2 separate regions of the Mus musculus genome follow, and region 2 is linked to region 1. Evidence: chromatin contacts called from public HiChIP or PLAC-seq data. All regions are on one chromosome and are shown on one strand. Each heading gives the region's core, a stretch centred on a gene start, on an enhancer-like site or on the middle of the called end of the contact. The rest is flanking DNA. Distances are from core to core; before and after follow the strand shown. Region 1 overlaps Rab31 (RAB31, member RAS oncogene family). Region 2 overlaps Ppp4r1 (protein phosphatase 4, regulatory subunit 1).

Region 1 (4,934 bases), core at 1,240-3,739:
CCACTGAGATATCTCTCTAGACCCTCCAGGATAAAATCTTGATGGCAGGTTTGTTTTTTATTTTAACTTGCATTTTCTCTGTCTACTTCTCATCTGGTCAGCAGGCTAAAAACAAAATATTAATATATAACATTATATATTAATATACAACATAATTACTATATAAAATTAATATATTAATAATATACAATATGCTAATCATATATAATACAAGGTGGTATGTGTGTGTGATGTGGGTTCAGATATTGCTCTGTTCCTGCCCATATGAGTCTCACCCTGAACCCAGAACTCCCCATTTTGGCCATGTTAGCTGACTGGCAAACCCCAGTAATCTACCTGTCTCTCTGTGTCCACCCTCGAGAGTTGGAGTTTCAGGCGCACCCCACAAGTGCTTTTATGTAAACAATGGTTCCACGGACTCAAGTTCTCATACTCAGACAGCAAGCGCAGGCACTGTGGCCACTGAGCTATCTTCCCAGTCCTTGAAAACACATTCATCCTCCTCATCTCAGCCTACGCTGGATGCTCACTGTGCAATAGACACAGTTATCAGTAGGTGTGCTAGTCTTCATAACCGCGCACACACAAAAGGCTCCATGTGATGAGATGAAACGCAGCCTGGGGAAGGAGCTCACCCCAGGCCCTGAGCTGGCAGGGCAGGGGACATAGCATATGACATGGTCTGTTCCAGACTCTGTGCCCCTGACTTTCATGTCACATAGTCTAAGAAAGGCAAACCAGACCCAGGGTGAGGAATGATATCCAAGCTACTGAGAGCGGGGGTTGGTTTGATTAACTCAAGACTCCGGTCTTCACACTTCTCCCTGGTAGTTCTCCAGCCTCTTCAGGACCAGCCGGAATTGGTTTGAGAAAGGAATGACTAAGTCTCTTAAGAGAGCCCTTTTTTTTTTCAGTCTTTCTTCTATTCCAAATTCTAATATTCTTCATGAGAAACCATTCATTTAAGTCTGTGGCCAAGAACCTGACACTGCCTGCTTGAATTTGACACCAGGGATTTGGCCCCAGGTGAACAGCCTTTCCTGTCAATGTTATTAAGCAGGGCAGACCTCCTGGGAACAGGAATTCTCCCCAGGGAACCCATGTGAATGGCTATAACCGGAAAGGTTTACTAAGATCAGTGTAACTGTCCAATTAGCTGTTTACATTGAAGGTGGCAATTATTCTCCCTTTTTCAAAAAGAAGTTGGTTTGAGTTTTAGTTCCTCCTTCAGGTAAATCGATCTGAGTGTCCGTAAGAGCTGAGGGTTCTACTACTTTTAGCATTGTCAAAGTGGCTTTGCATGTGTGTTACAGAACACTTATTTATTTATTTATTCATTTAATTTATTTAATGTATACGAGTACACTGTAGCTGTCTTCAGACACAGCAGAAGAGGGCATCTGATCCCATCACAGATGGCCATGAGCCACCGCGTGGTTGCTGGGGATTGAACTCAGGACCTCTGGAAGAGCAGTCAGTGCTCTTAACCACCGAGCCATCTTGCCAGCCCTACACAGACATTCCTGATCTTTGGAAAGCATCCACATTAATGGTAGTGGGTGATTAACACAGCTGGTACATCTCCTACTTGTCTGTGGAATACTGACCTCTAAGATGCTTGAATCCTATCCTCTGAAAATTCTGTTGAGTCTACCGTACCATGTTGTCATTGCTGCTGAGACAGCTTCATGCATACTTATTCAAGAGACACTGATCTAAGGATGTGAGCATTTTGCAGCACCAGGGTTCTTAGCACAGACCCTGAGAAGTTGGGTCAAATGAAGGATGCAGAACTAAGATGGGAAGGAAGTGGAGGCAGACGGGCAATCACCCCTCACTTCTTGAGTGCTGTTTGGTGCCTGGGCCTGTTCACCTCCTCTGGGTACCTTTCCTGGGCCTCAGCAAGCACTTCTCCCTAAAACCAATGGTTGTAATGCTGCACTTCATGGTGGTTATAGAGGACCAGTCAGCGGAGGACAGATCTCCCGCAGACGCAGACCCCTCAGGAGGACTCACTGTTCTAGTTGAGACCCCCTGATGTTGAGAAGACCCGTGGGTACCTGACTAGTCCTGAAGTTAGAATCAGCTGCCCTGTTGCTGGGTAACACCCTTCACAACAAAACAAAGACCCCCTGTTGGGCAGTGCAGGCCTGTTGAAATTCTAGAGCCCAGTTAGGAACACTGTGTCCTGATCTCCCTCTCCTGCTGAGAAGTCTTCCAACACAAGCGACCAACTCAGGTCTTTCTGCCTGAGTCCAAGAGACACAGAACTGGCTGCTGTCCAGAGCTTGATAAGACCCAGGCTGATAAGTTCCAGAGCTTGGGCCTTGAAGAGTCTCCCATTGGTGTTACCTTCACCTCAGAAACCTCTTCCCAGCCCTCTGGGAAGAGTGGACCAACTTGTGTCTCTTTGAGTTTCCAGTTGACCTCAGCACTAACCACACTTCCTGTTTGGTCTGAATGGCCCCTCCTGACTTCCTCCTCTTTCTGTGAACAGCAACTAAGCTGATTTGTCATCTAGCATTACAAGTAAGCCACTGACTACTTCTGAGCTAGCACACACTGTCTACCCAACATGGTTCTGTTGGGTCCTTGTACAACTGCAGACAAAATCACCTGAAGATTTCTTAAGATGCCAAGGGGTTTTGATTTCCTTTAAATTAGTTATTTACATCTCTGACTTCTTTCTCTAGGCATCTTTGTCGATTTGTTGTTTATTTGTTTGAGACTGGGACTCACTTAGCCAAGGGTAGACTCTTGAACTTTCTTGCTTTATTTTGTTCTTAAATCTTCTTTTTTTTTTTTTTTTTTTTTTTTTTTTTTGCCAGACATTGCACGTATAATGCCTGATTCTGGGGTGTCAGGCAGAAGGGTTGACACTAACTAAAAGCAAGCCTCGTCTGGCCTACATTATCAGTTCCAAGCTAGCCTGGGCTATAGGTCCAGAGTCTATCTCAAAAACTAATGGGGGGGGGGAAATAAGTACCAATGGCCTTTATAGTGTAAATATTTCAGGCTCCCACTTAAAGAAGTCTAGTGAGAAGATAATTTGATTGCAGTTACTATGAATAAGACATTCCTTCCCCAGTTCTGGTCACTCAGAGACAGAAAGAATTGTGCCAGAACTGTTGCTGTCCGAAATGGGCTGGGTCCTGCCACCCATTACTCACTGTTGGGGAAGAAGTTGGAGCTGAGTGGAGGTGAACCCCATGCTCTCTCCAGCTTAGGGGCTCACTGTGCTCAGCAGTGGGTCAGCCGAGCTCCTGGTCCATTCTGATCACAAGTGACAAGAGAACTGTCCTGAAATTCAGATCTGACCACTAGGTAGTTGTTACCAACTAAAGAAGCAAGAAGTAAGGAAAGTCAGAAGCCAGCTGTGCCAGCTGTGCCACTGGAAGCACAGCCTCTGCCAGCTGTGCCAGACATGCCACTGGATTCATGGCCTCTTCCAGCTGTGCCAGCTGTGCCATTGAAAGCACAGATCTGCCAGCTATGCCAGATGCACCATTGGATGCACAGCCTCTGCCAGCTGGGCCAGATGCACCTTTGGATACACGGCCTCTGCCTTTTCTACCTTTTCAGCCCTGCCTATTTCCTACTGGTCCATGAAGGATGGAACCTGGCCCTAAGCTCTGAATTCCAGTCTTCCTTCTGACCACTCAGCCAGCCTATAGCTGGATAACCCAGCTGTTTTAAAAGGTGTGGACTTAAATAGTCTCTTCTGAACCCGAGTAGTGCTGACATTGAAGGGACATGCAGAATATGGTCAGCTTGGGAAGAGGATGAAGGAGGGATCCCGATCTATACTTTCCAGCTTGTGACTTCTTTGTGGTTCTGTGTATAGCATGGCCTAGAAATTCTATAAGTAGTTTGTACCATTGAAGTTGACTGCCTCATGTCTGTACCTTGACCTGGACTATCTAGTTTCAGCTTAACTGTTTCAATTCCTGTCGCAATGCCCAACATATAGCAGATACTCAATATTTGTTGAAGAGTATTCGAAACACTGGATATCAGGGCTGGAGCATTGGCTCCATGGTTAAGGGTACTGGCCACTTTTCTCAAGGAAAAACATTCCCCAGCACCCACGTGGCAGCTCACAACCATCTGTAATTCCAGGTTCAGGGACTCCATAGCCCGTTTCTGGCTCCTTGGGCTCCAGGCAAGTGTGAGGTATATAGATATATGCCGCAGATTGGCCTCAGTTGGCCCCCCTCAATCCACAGGAGAAATCAGAGTTCTGGACAGGTGGGCAAAGAGTTGACGAAAAATGACAAACAAATACAGACACGAGGGAGTGTGCTATATCTGAATGTAATTTGTCAAATGGAGCATCAAACTTTTTATACAGAAGAAATTAGGGAAGTTAGGTGACACATCGGCAAGGTCCAATGAGGTTACCGGATGCTTAATGACTCTTACACAAAACAGAGGAATGCAAACACAAAGGCTGGCAGGAACTGGGCAATAAAACAACTGAGACAAAGTCAGCTCCATTCTTAGAAGCCAGGTGTGAGGTCTTTACACTCCTGGGGCAAGGGCTTTCACGCCCAAGTCATGGTTCTAATTAGGGAGTTCTGCTCTAGCTAACCTTCTCATGAATAATGCAATACTCTAAAACCACAGCCCAATCTACTTCCTAAACCATTGTAAATTCCTGTATATGGGAGCAACTTGGCTTTTATTCTAACTGATTGTGTGGGGGGCTTTCTACTAATAAGTAATGTAGTCTGCCATACATAGCTATAATAAGAATTCTAAACTTACTTTGCTAAGCTTGCTCTGAGATTTCTAACTCTATGTAGTAGATAATAATGCCTGATTTCTTTCACTATTTCTCTTACAATGCTAGAGGCAATTCTGAATGTCACTGAATAGGCAACATTCTTACTGAATTCCAAGCCCAGGGTCAGCTCAAGGACTACCTAGGGCAT
Region 2 (4,934 bases), core at 875-3,374, 120 kb before region 1:
GATGGCAGCGTGCACACATTTCGTAGGAGACGTAATAAAAGGATGGGATCTTCGTGGAGGAACAAAGCTATCGGGAACTGGATAAGTAGACAAAGGTATTAGGTCTGAAATGCGAAGCAAAAATGTGTGGGGTGAAACCAGTAGTGCATACAGTGGGTACACAGACACACCTAACACATGGCACTCCCAGACAACACAGCACAAAGTACACACATCCACCTAACACACCAAGACAGCAACACAGGTACACTGCTGCATGAGACACACTAGTGAGGCCAGGGTCCCAGCCAGAATTAAAACACCAATGTATAAACCTGAAAACAACTGCTATATTTAAAAATCAAAGATGAATAAATAATAAAGCCCATAAATAGCCCAAAGGAAAGAAGGAAAAATATAAAAGCAGTGAGAGAGACACAGAACCCGCAGACAGAAGAGCCAGAGAGGAATTTAAACCCAACTATATTATAATTAGGAACCAGTTGTAAATGAGCTAAATATGTCTATTAAAAGACAGACTTCAAACTGGGTTTAAAAACCAACACTAAGCCATATAGAAATAATTACTTAGTGCAGAAAAATTTCACATCATTTCTACTCTATAATCATAAGGTACCTTATTCATCGTGAACTAAAGAACTGTAGAAGCCACTGGACACTTATTTGCCGTCAGTCTTCCCCTTCATACTGTCAGGCTGCTGAGCTGGCATGGTCTTGTCAGGCACCTTATGCAGGCTCTAGAATTCTATGACTATGACCAAACTGTTTCATCAGAGTCTCACATGGGTTCACAGATAAACATGATTCTGGTTCATAAAAGGTGGGAAAAGCAGGGAAGACTCTGGTAGCAGCTATTGTTAAACGTCACTGCGCTTAAGACCAGCATGGAGAATTATCTAAAATGCACATTCCTAGATCATATACTCAGATATTGATTATGCAAGTCTAGAATGAGGCCTATAGACATCTATTTTGATAAATATCCTTGTTAATTTAAATGTAGACATACATCAAACAGCCACATCTGAAAGGCACACCCTTAGAGGATTACAGAGCCATATCTGCTCCTATCTTTTATCATCCTTCTATCAGTCACGGGGGGCCACATGTCCATAAAAAGGGTGCTCCCTCCCCTCTGGCACAGACACTGATGGAAGGCTCACTTCTACATCTACTATTGTGGCCCCAGGAAGGGTGTCACTCTGGCCTGAGTTATCTTCCCTAGTCTATTTAAAGGTCCCCACCCCAACCCCACACTCAACTTTTCAAACAGGATCTCACTCTGTGCCCCAGCTGGCCTAACCCACAGTCCTCCTGCCTCAGCATTCTAAATACTGGAATTGTAAGCATGTTACCACACCTACTTTTTCATCCATTCTTGACTATAGATTTCATCTTAATGAAGACCATAAAGCTTTGACTACAGATGACTTAAAACTGACTTAAATCTTACCCTGCCCACACTGCAAATGCTCTTGCCACAGGTTATAATGAGAAACTCAGTCAAGGCTAGTCTGCTCTACAACATGGCAGAACTATACAGAGAAACCTTGTCTCAAAAAAAAAAAAAAAAAAAAAAACCAAACCCATAATACAAGCAGAGAACATATGATATATGTATGCATATATCTATGTCATATGTAATAGACACATACGAAAATGTCACTAAAATTGTTTAAAACCTATCACTGCTGCTGAAAAAAAAGTCTGTACATATGTGTGTATATATATACACACTCACACAGACACACACACCATATATACACAGTACTGGTATCTTTAAATAAAACAACATTGCAGGGCAGAGGTGGCACATGTCTTTAATCCCAGCACTTGGGAGGCAGAGGTAGGCAAATTTCTGAGTTCAAGGCCAGCCTGATCTACAGAGTAAGTTTCAGGACAGCCAGGGCTACACAGAGAAACCTTGTCTTAAAAAAAACAAAACAAACAAAAAAAAACAATAACAACCTCCCGCCCCAGCATCAAGGTGTTATGTAAATGCAAAGGTTAGGTTTACTACAAGGTTTTTACAGCTTATTGAAGTAGCACACTAAGTTTCTATCATAGCATGTACAGGGGCATGTGCCTGTGGGTATATATGCAGGTGTCACAGCACATGTGATACAAGTCAGTTCTCTCCTTCCACCACGTGGGTTCTGACTGGGACTCGGGGTGTCAGGAAGTGTCTTACCCAGAAGCCCTCTCTGACCGTTTTGTTTAAAGTGCTGGAAGTTCCAGGCCTCAATCCCAGGAGGCAAGCACTAAGCTATACTCAGCCTAGTACCTTACCTCTCAATTGAAGATAACACAAATTAAAGAAGAAAATTACAATTCTGGGAATAATCTTTGAAACATACAAAAAGGTATAACCAGAGAAAAACACAGGAATAAAAATGGATTTATCAGAAAATACTTAATATGAAAGGAACTTAGGAAAGGAGTAAGCAAAAAGTAATAAAACAAACAGAAAAATACCAGCCCTAAGTCCAACAAGCAACCATCACTCCACCTAAAAATGGACTATATTAGTTAAAGGAATAGATTACCAGGCAAGGGCAGCGCTGGGCTACTGTCTGTTAACCAGAGCCTCTTTCTTTCCTTTCTCTTTTTTGAGACCATCTCGCCATGTAAGCCAGCTGATCTCAAACTTAACTATGTACAGACTGCCCTGGGGGTCCCAGCACTTGGGAGGCTGAGGCAGGAGGGTTATGAGGTTGAGGCCGAGGCAGGAGGGTTATGAGGTTGAGGCCAACCGGGGCTAAATGTGTTCTAACCATAGAGTGGAATCTCGATGGGAACCTAGCCATTCCTAGTTCTAAGCCCACTGAAAACTGCTGCCCACTGTAAGTTAAATTAAGCACATACATCCTTCTAATCCTGGATCATGAAGAGACTTTCTGTTCACAATGGAACACTTCTCTGTATAAAAACACAAAGTTACAAACAGCACCCACCCCCTGCTGACTCCCACCTCCCTACACACAAAAGAAATACAAAGTAGTTGAAAACAACCTAATCTTCAGCTTTTTAAGAAAAGTAGTCTCTAAAATATAAAAGTTAAAAACTGAGAAAGAAGTGGGAAATCTAAACCAGGCCTAGGCTCATCTCTCGTGCTCTGCTACGTATAAGCTACCTAGCTCGACTAGACCAATTGTTTAATTAGAGTAGTGTTTATCATTTACAGAGTGGCCCAACTGTGTCTTGTACTTACAATGATCCTCCCTGATTGGGAATACAGGTGTGCAACACCACACTGAGCTGCCAAGACTGTCAGGCACCAACAATGACATTCCTTGGCTATAAAGTGTCTGACAGAGCCCATCAACAGACTTCCCCACTCCACAACTCTGCTTTTGGAACTGTTTCTAGAGATTGAATTTTCAATGTTCCTTCTGTGTTAAGTTTCCATTTATCCTATGAAACCAGCAAGTAGAATAGGACCTACACTATATAGTGGCAGGGAGGGACCAACTGATTTTTAAAAACAGGCATAAAGGTATACCTGAGGTACACAGCTAAAAATGCACATGTGCACATGGGCACCCACAAACTCTTCTAGAAGGCTTGATACGGAAATGAAGCCCTTTCTTGGTGGAAGATGTGATTGGAGCCTGAGAAACAGAATAGAGAAGTCCTTCTTAGCAAAAAATCCAAAAGATGATGCTCATTTTAAACACAGACAGTGTGAGGCGGAGGAGGTAGGTGGGGCTCCGAGCTGAAGGCCAGCCTGGTCTATCTAGTGAGTTCCAGGATACTATGTAAAGACCCAGACAGCCAACACCAAGCTAGCCCAAACCTGCCTCAGTGCAAAAGCCTGAGATGTCAAATCTGCAGCTATTGTCAGCACAGAAGTGAGAGGTGCCCATTCTCAGTTGTGTAAAGAAACTGACACAGAAGAAATACACTCAGCAAAAAAAATAAAATAAAATAAAATCACACACAGGGAGGCGATTCGTTTTAATATTATTGCACTGTGTGTAAATACTTTCCTAGTTGATCTGGTGGGTGTGCTCAAATCATTAATTTGAATCTGGAATGAGTTCATATTACCCACTCTCATGGATCACTTAAAGGCATCCTGTCCTCTAAATAAATGGTCCTTCTCAAAAAAGGAAGAAATCCACTCAGCAAGCAATTTTACACAGTTTCTTCTTCCTTTGTGATCACTTTCCGTTCTTACCACAGAATTTTGTCCCAATATGCTTTTATGCTTACAATTTTGTTTCTTGAGCCTGGCGTGGTAGCGCACGCCTTTAATCCCAGGCAGGCGAATTTCTGAGCTCGAGGCCAGCCTGGTCTACAAAGTGAGTTCCAGGACAGCCAGAGCTATACAGAGAAACCCTGTCTCAAAAAATCAAAACCAAACCAAAACAACAACAAAAAAAAAGATTTTGTTTCTTGGTAACAAAGAGAAGCCTAAAATGTGAAGTTCTGGGCTGAAGAGAAGACTAGGGCTCAGCTGCTTGCCACGCTGAGATTCCCGAGCACGCGCACAAAGCCAGTGCAGTCACTGTCATCTGTCACCACGGTGCTGAGCGGGGCGGCTGCTAGCCAGCCAGTCAACAGTGAGACCCAGGTTTAGTGGGAAATCTCACCTCAGAAAATCTCCACACACTTGCATACATGCACAAACATGCATAGAATACCAACACACAGACAGACACACACACACAATTTGTATTTTCTTTAATCATGCAACTTAAAATATTTTAGTTTTCATTATTGCTCTTTATTAATGTTGATCATCAAGCCGGGCGTGGTGGCGCACGCCTTTAATCCCAGCACTCGGGAGGCAGAGGCAGGCGAATTTCTGAGTTCGAGGCCAGCCTGGTCTACAGAGTGAGTTCCAGGACAGCCAGGGCTACACCGAGAAACCCTGTCTCGAAAAACCAAAAAAAAAAAAAAAATGTTGACCATTACAATCAGTAAATAAT

What was found. HiChIP or PLAC-seq counts read pairs in DNA pulled down with a chosen protein or histone mark.
Region 2: an H3K27ac HiChIP or PLAC-seq map of microglia shows a contact between it and region 1, with 4 times the contacts expected there. The contact joins two enhancer-like sites. A contact is called at or near these places in 1 of 39 promoter capture datasets (the C10 cell line), 1 of 484 Hi-C or Micro-C datasets (bone marrow-derived macrophages), 9 of 115 datasets of contacts at active chromatin or transcription factors (the HPC-7 cell line, bone marrow-derived macrophages, embryonic stem cells and 5 more) and 3 of 9 other capture datasets (adipose tissue, liver and pancreatic islet).

What each region holds. Positions count from the first base shown.
Region 1 is chr17:65,672,321-65,677,254 of GRCm38.p6, reverse strand. All of the region lies in intron 5 of Rab31 (RAB31, member RAS oncogene family), which reads left to right. Among named protein-coding and RNA genes, the nearest start is that of Gm35477, 32 kb to the right of the region's middle. Within about 2 kb of position 2,489, at least 80 of the 459 cell types and tissues checked have an H3K27ac peak or open chromatin away from gene starts, as enhancers often do. A contact at or near this core is called in microglia, where this site is marked.
Region 2 is chr17:65,795,836-65,800,769 of GRCm38.p6, reverse strand. All of the region lies in intron 2 of Ppp4r1 (protein phosphatase 4, regulatory subunit 1), which reads right to left. Among named protein-coding and RNA genes, the nearest start is that of Ppp4r1, 15 kb to the right of the region's middle. Within about 2 kb of position 2,124, at least 15 of the 459 cell types and tissues checked have an H3K27ac peak or open chromatin away from gene starts, as enhancers often do. A contact at or near this core is called in microglia, where this site is marked.